Regions from separate parts of the Mus musculus genome. Here region 2 is linked to region 1. The links are chromatin contacts, called in public HiChIP or PLAC-seq maps. All regions are on one chromosome and are shown on one strand. The core of a region is the stretch at or near the end of the contact, and the rest is flanking DNA. Distances in the headings are between cores, read along the strand shown. Region 1 has its middle 35 kb from the start of Foxj2. Region 2 holds the start of Lpcat3 (lysophosphatidylcholine acyltransferase 3).

What was found. HiChIP or PLAC-seq counts read pairs in DNA pulled down with a chosen protein or histone mark.
Region 2: an H3K27ac HiChIP or PLAC-seq map of extraembryonic endoderm stem cells shows a contact between it and region 1, with 16 times the contacts expected there. The contact joins the promoter of Lpcat3 here to the enhancer-like site in region 1. A contact is called at or near these places in 3 of 39 promoter capture datasets (the 3T3-L1 cell line, embryonic stem cells and hippocampal neurons) and 5 of 115 datasets of contacts at active chromatin or transcription factors (astrocytes, embryonic stem cells, extraembryonic endoderm stem cells and 2 more).

The regions. Positions count from the first base shown.
Region 1 is chr6:122,784,150-122,787,206 of GRCm38.p6, forward strand. It overlaps a transcript of Slc2a3 not described here. Among named protein-coding and RNA genes, the nearest start is that of Foxj2, 35 kb to the right of the region's middle. Within about 2 kb of position 1,517, at least 30 of the 459 cell types and tissues checked have an H3K27ac peak or open chromatin away from gene starts, as enhancers often do. A contact at or near this core is called in extraembryonic endoderm stem cells and hippocampal neurons, where this site is marked.
Region 2 is chr6:124,661,498-124,664,554 of GRCm38.p6, forward strand. It overlaps Lpcat3 (lysophosphatidylcholine acyltransferase 3), which reads left to right and starts at 1,607. Exons shown (of 13, transcript NM_145130.2): 1 at 1,607-1,862. The coding sequence starts at 1,712.

The sequences.
Region 1 (3,057 bases), core at 267-2,766:
ATCACCACCTGTGTGACATCACCACCTGTGAGACATCACCACCTGTGTGACATCACCACCTGTGAGATATGCAATCCAGATGTGGCGAATCAGACTCTTGACAGGGTAAGGCCAAGACACCTGCAACAAGTCTTACAAGCGACTCTCACGCATGCTAAAGCTTTAGGAAGATCACCTGGCAGAGAGGTTCCTGTCTGGGTCAAACTTAAGATGGTTGAGGACTGGAGAGATGGGTCAGGAGTTAAAGGTACTCGCTGTGGAAGCATGCCAACCTGAATTTGATTCCCAGAACCCACATGAAGTTGGGAGTGGAGAACAGATTCCATAAAGCCGTCCTCTAACCACCACAGGTGCCTGGGGCCTGTACACACAGATACATATACGCAATATAAACAAACTAACAGTCAAAGTAAGATGGTTAGCATGGAAACATATGTTAACATGGGTATTTGAGATAAAAATGGAAGTCAGCTTTTCTCAGAAGTTTAATTTGGCTAAAAGGCTTGCCCAGGAACAAAGGCTTTGTGTTTGTTTATAGCTTTGTAAACTGGAATGTACCATCTCTAGTTCAGGTTGGTTTTTTGTTTTTTTGTTTTGTTTTTTTTTCTTTTTCAAGACAGGGTTTCTCTGTGTAGCCCTGGCTGTCCTGGAACTCACTCTGTAGACCAAGCTGGCCTGGAACTCAGAAACCGGCCTGCCTCTGCCTCCCAAGAGCAGGGATTAAAGGCGTGCGCCACCACTGCCCAACTTATTCCAAGGTTTTAAATCTCTAAATCCTCTACAATGGCTTTTAAGTATAACAGTTTAGTTTGGAAAGTTTTAATCCTAGGCTTTGAAGCTTCTTTGCACAAGAGGTCTTCCTAGACCACCCCGCCCCCAACTACTCAGAGAAGCACCTTTTCCTACTTTGCATGAAGGCACTGCACCCCCTTCTGGCCTTGGGGGCAACATGCATGGATGTGGTACAGAGACATCCACACAGTCAAAATATCCATACATTTAAACATAAAGGAAACAGATGCTAAGTTTAAAATGTGTGTGTGTGTGTGTGTGTGTGTGTGTGTGTGTGTGTGTGTGTGTGTGGTGGCAGGTGGTGGTGGTAGCAGTTCTAGAAAACTAAGAGAACTGAGAGCAGAAGTCTCCCATCTCAAAGATCGCCTCTTCCTCCTTTGTCTTCAGTAACGCCCAGTAGGTGCTCCCCATCTGCACTGCAACCTGCAAGTCTCTCGCTTTCTTTCCATTTGGGGCCTCCTTTTTAGCTTTTTTTTTCTAAACACACATAATGCATCCAAACAATTTATTTAAGCATCTGTTGCGGTTTGGATATGAAGTGCCTCCCCCCTCTTCCTCCCCACACCCAAGGCTCACGTGGTAAAAGGTTTGGTTGAGAGTTAAAAGGCCTTCTGGGAAGAACCATGCAGGACCTGACTAATCCACAGCTCAGTGGATTCATAGCTCGATAGTGATATGGATCACGTGGGGTGGGGCCCAGCCGCAGGCATTCCTTAGAAGAATATCTAATCCCTGGATCTGTCTTCTCTCTGCACCACTCTACCATGAGAGGAGCTGCCTCTCGCCACCTTAGGCTTCCGGCTAGCCACCTCATCGAGCCTTGGCCTCCAGACAATGGAACCAAGTGATAATGGACTGAAATCCTGGAACTGTGAGAGAAGAAATCCCTCCCTGCTTAAGTTTTCTCAGATACTTTGCAATGACAAAGGAGTGGCTAAATCCTGCATGTGTGGTGTGAGCTCAGCCTCAACCCCTGGCTCCGCTCTGAGAGATATTGTGTTTAACAATCTCGGAAGGGTGAACCTCCTACTGAGTCGTTTGCTGGCCCTCATCTGCAAGCCACCGAGTCAGCAGAACCATCCAAGAGATCCTCCCTTAGTGATTTTGTCATGGGCACCTGACCTCAGAGGCGCCTGCGCTCTGAGATCCTTCTCCTTCCCGCCTCTGGTCTGGTCTATGTTGAAGTCAATCAGGTGAACCTAATTTTCAGTGACCCACCACCTCTGGTTTCCTTGTCTTTAAGCCCCCAACTCAACACACAAGTGTCAGAGGCCAAAGACCTCCGCTTTCTAATGTTAAAGCCCACGCCCTTCCCATAACCCTCCTTCCTCCGCTCCCAGGCCACTATCTCTCCTTCCATTCCTTTTATCATCCGTTCCCTAAATAGCCTCAAATGGCTTCTCGGCTTCCCAGGGTTTGTCTTCTAGGCCTAATTAAAAACAGTTCACAAGGCACCTGCCTCACCTCTCTTAGTTGAATGCCTGGCTAAAAAAGCAGTAAGAACTTGGAACTACAGGGATCTACACTGCCACCTGGTGCCAACTGTCAAAATAGGTTGGCATCCTAGCAACAGACCCTGGAGGCAGATACACCAACGCACTGGTCGTGGGCAGAATAGGAGCGCTCTTTCTTCAAACCAGTATTTTCTCTGCCTGCAATTATCTTATCTTAACAAGATTTTATTTTATTTTTACCTACCAGAATTCTTTAATTTCTTCCTTTCACTGGGGACTGAATCTAGAGACTCGTCCGTGCTAAGCAAGGGCTTAGCATACATCCCCAGATCTCCCACTCTTTTTTCTCTCTGCTAAATCTCCAAGATCTCTTTTTCCTTTTGACTAAACTAACCTATTATTTTATTGAAAATAATAAAATAGAAGCAAAAGAAATGATCTATCTTCAGTAATAAATCTAATTCCTGTTCTATGTACACTCTCAGTTTCTTGTCAAACAGATACAGGGTCAGCTACTCCAGCTAAGCCACGCCTTTTCTAGATAGCCGGACCTCTTTCTTATTTTTTCACCCAACAATCCTGTCTGGAAAGTGACTCCTTTCTGGAATACAAAGTTACTTTTCTAATGAGTTCATATTCTAAGTCCTCATATTCTAAGTCCGTCTCATTTGAGAGCTACGGAACTCAGGAGAGTGGACATTTGTGTGGTAGTGAGAGCTGGACAGGGATTGTACAGCCTGTGAGATCAAGTGGGGTGCTGAGCGTTATGACGCATTAAAGAATCCCTAAGCCGGGTGTGGTGGCACACGCC
Region 2 (3,057 bases), core at 357-2,856, 1.9 Mb after region 1:
GCACTTTTCAGGAAGAGTAAAGCAGTTCATATTTAAAAAGAATGGCAGTGCTGGCAGGCTGGCTCTGTGGTTAAGAGAGAATATTGCTCTTGCAGAGGGCCTGCATTCAATTCCCAGCACCCATATCACACCATTCACAATTTCCTGTAACACCCAGACACCGGGGATAGGAAATCTTCATCTACACACCACCCACAGAGGCACAACCCTATTATTAAAAATAAAGCATTTTAAATTAAAATTTAATTAATTAAAATAATTGCGAGCCAGAGAGATAGCTCAGCGCGTTACAGCACTTGCCAGCACTGAGTTCAATCGTCAAAATCCACATGGCAAAAGACAGAGCAGTCTCCTGAAAGTTGTCTTCTGGCCTTCATGTGTGTTCTGTGGCAAAAACTAGCCCTTCCTCCAACATACCCCAATATATACACAAATAAATGTAAAAAAAAATGCCTTTAAGTATAAATAAAAGGACATATGAAAAGGCAGGAGACATAGCTCAGTGGTCCAATGCTTCCTTAGCACACGTAAAGCCTACGTTCAATTTCCCAGTAAAAAAAAAAAGGGGGGGGGGGGGCTGGAAAAAAGTATAAAATGCCATGGAAGTGTAAGCCATAGCTGAACTTTTTAGGACAAGAACTTGTGAACCCCTTTGTTACACACCCCATACACTGTCACTTTCCCTGGGGTCAATCAGTGGGAAGTGACACTGCATAGGAGGAAAGGGCTCCTATTTTGCTTCATGCCTCTAGTGCTTGAACTTTCATCAGGAACATACATTACTTAAGCCGTGACAAAACTAGCCTAACTGTTAATTAAAGCGGCAAGTGTTAAGTAGGCTCTTTTTAATATAAATAGGCAGATCCTAATTTCATTGCCTCCGGAGAGAAGGTCCGTTTTACTATAGAAAGGGAACTCTGCATAAGGACTAGGGTTGTAGCTCCGGCAGGAGAGCGTGCACGCGGCACCGGTTCGAGTCCCAGTACTTGAACAACCGAAAAGGACCTGCATCGGGAAGAGCTACGTAGCATTAAAGGGTGTTCTTGGGCCCCTGGGCTCCCCCAGAGCCTTCAGGAAAGGGCTGGGAATGCAGGACCCTCGCTCTCCCCCCCTCCCCCGCCCCCGAGGAGACACCGTTAGGGGGCGCTCGTGGGGTGACAGCAGACATTCGCTCCGCTCCGTTACATGCCCCAGTAACCCCAGCGCCGGCGACCGAGAGTAACCTCGCGGTCTGGTGACGCCCCCGCCCCCCCCCGCCCCCCCCCCGCCCCGACTCTCGCCTGCTCCTGTCTCAACCAATGGGAAGGCAGCGAGCAAGCCGGCCGGACACCCGTCCGACCCACTCCTGCCCGGAGCCGTCCGGACCGAGTTGTACTGTCACCTCGCCTCGCGCTCCCGCCTGCTCCAATAGCAGCTGGGTCGCGATCGCAAGCCCCGCCCCGCCCCGCCGGCCCGGCCCGTTTCCCTTCCTCACGGGAGTCACCTTTGCCTTACAAACGCTCGGCCCCGCCCTCTTCCTACCTTGCTGCGCTCGGCCCCGCCCCCGGCTGGCTCGACCAATAATCGGGTGGGTCTAGAGGCTCTGGGCGGGCCCGCAGCCAATGCGCACGCCGTGGGCGGGCCCCCGGCCGGAATTGGGGGTGAAGCCACCGCGTTCTGCCCACATTCGGGGCGCGGAGCTGGGGGTCCCCGGGGGGCGCCCGCAGTTAAGATGGCGTCTACAGCGGACGGGGACATGGGAGAGACGCTGGAGCAGATGCGGGGGCTGTGGCCGGGTGTCGAGGATCTGAGCCTTAACAAGTTGGCGACGTCTCTGGGCGCGTCGGAACAGGCGCTGCGGCTCATCTTCTCCATCTTCCTGGGTAAGGACCCTCCTGCCTGCCTCTGCCCCCTCGTGGAGTCCCAAGGAAATGGGCAGAATGGGGTCTGGGGACAGGACCTGTCTGTCTGCCCCGAACCTGGGACCCAGGAGGGCTTGGGGGTGCGGGTCATCAAGCACACCAGCCAGCTATCGAAGGGAAGACAAGTCTGGTCTCAAGTCTGGGGGCCCGTACCCTCTGAACCTCTTCCCATTTTCTTTGGCCCATACTGTGCCCTTTGGCTCCTCAGTCACCTCCCGCCTTGTCATCGATATGCCGGACTGTGCCCTTGCGACCTATGTCTGTCTGTGGCTCTCAAGAGTTCGACTGTGGCCATGAGTACTACTTATTTGTTATTAACAGCTCCCATCATGCGCTCTCCTTACGAGAGGCATAGGCCCTCGAACTTAAGATATTTTAGCCCTACGGGCCTCCTCTGCCCGATTATTTCATACTATGTCTTCTCGGTCTATTTTGTGTATTGCCAACGTATAGTGTACTTTCATCTCTTTTCTGTCCACTTTCTAGTATTTTCTTGTACCATATTGCTTTCCCCCTTAGCCGCCCACCTGTCATTTACTCTGGAATACATTCTTACACTGGGCTTGGGAAACAGCACTATTAACAACCTTAAAAACTCCATGCTTGTTCCAAGGGACTATTATTCATATGGTTCAAAGGATGTGATGTACCTGAATTTATGTCGCAACAAGCTGTGTTATATATTATATATATATTTTATAGTCTTTTAAAAACCGCACTCTTCGAGGTTTTTTAATACATGAGGTAACGTGGTATGATGGAAAAAGTGTGGACTTTGAAGTTAAAGGAGTCCCACTCTTTACCGTTTGTGAGTAGCAACCACTCTTGTCGCTACTCACAAACGGTAAGACCCCCCAGGCAAGCCATTTAACTGCTCCGCATCTAATTCTCTTATGAGATGAAGACAGCCGTGCTTAGCATTGGATCGCTGTAAAGTCCGGTAAGAATTCTTAGGTCAAGATCAGTGATCAGAGACTCGATTCAGTAGGTTTTTAAGTCCTTGGAACTTTTGGGGAAGGCTGCATAACTTTAACCTGAGAGAGGCGTAAGTAGAGGGTTAACTGTAGGAAGTTTGAGATAAATTGGGTGTGGTGACTTATGCCTTTGCGGCTCAGTGCCCTGGGACTAAGGCAAGAGAACTGTGAGTTTGAGCCTG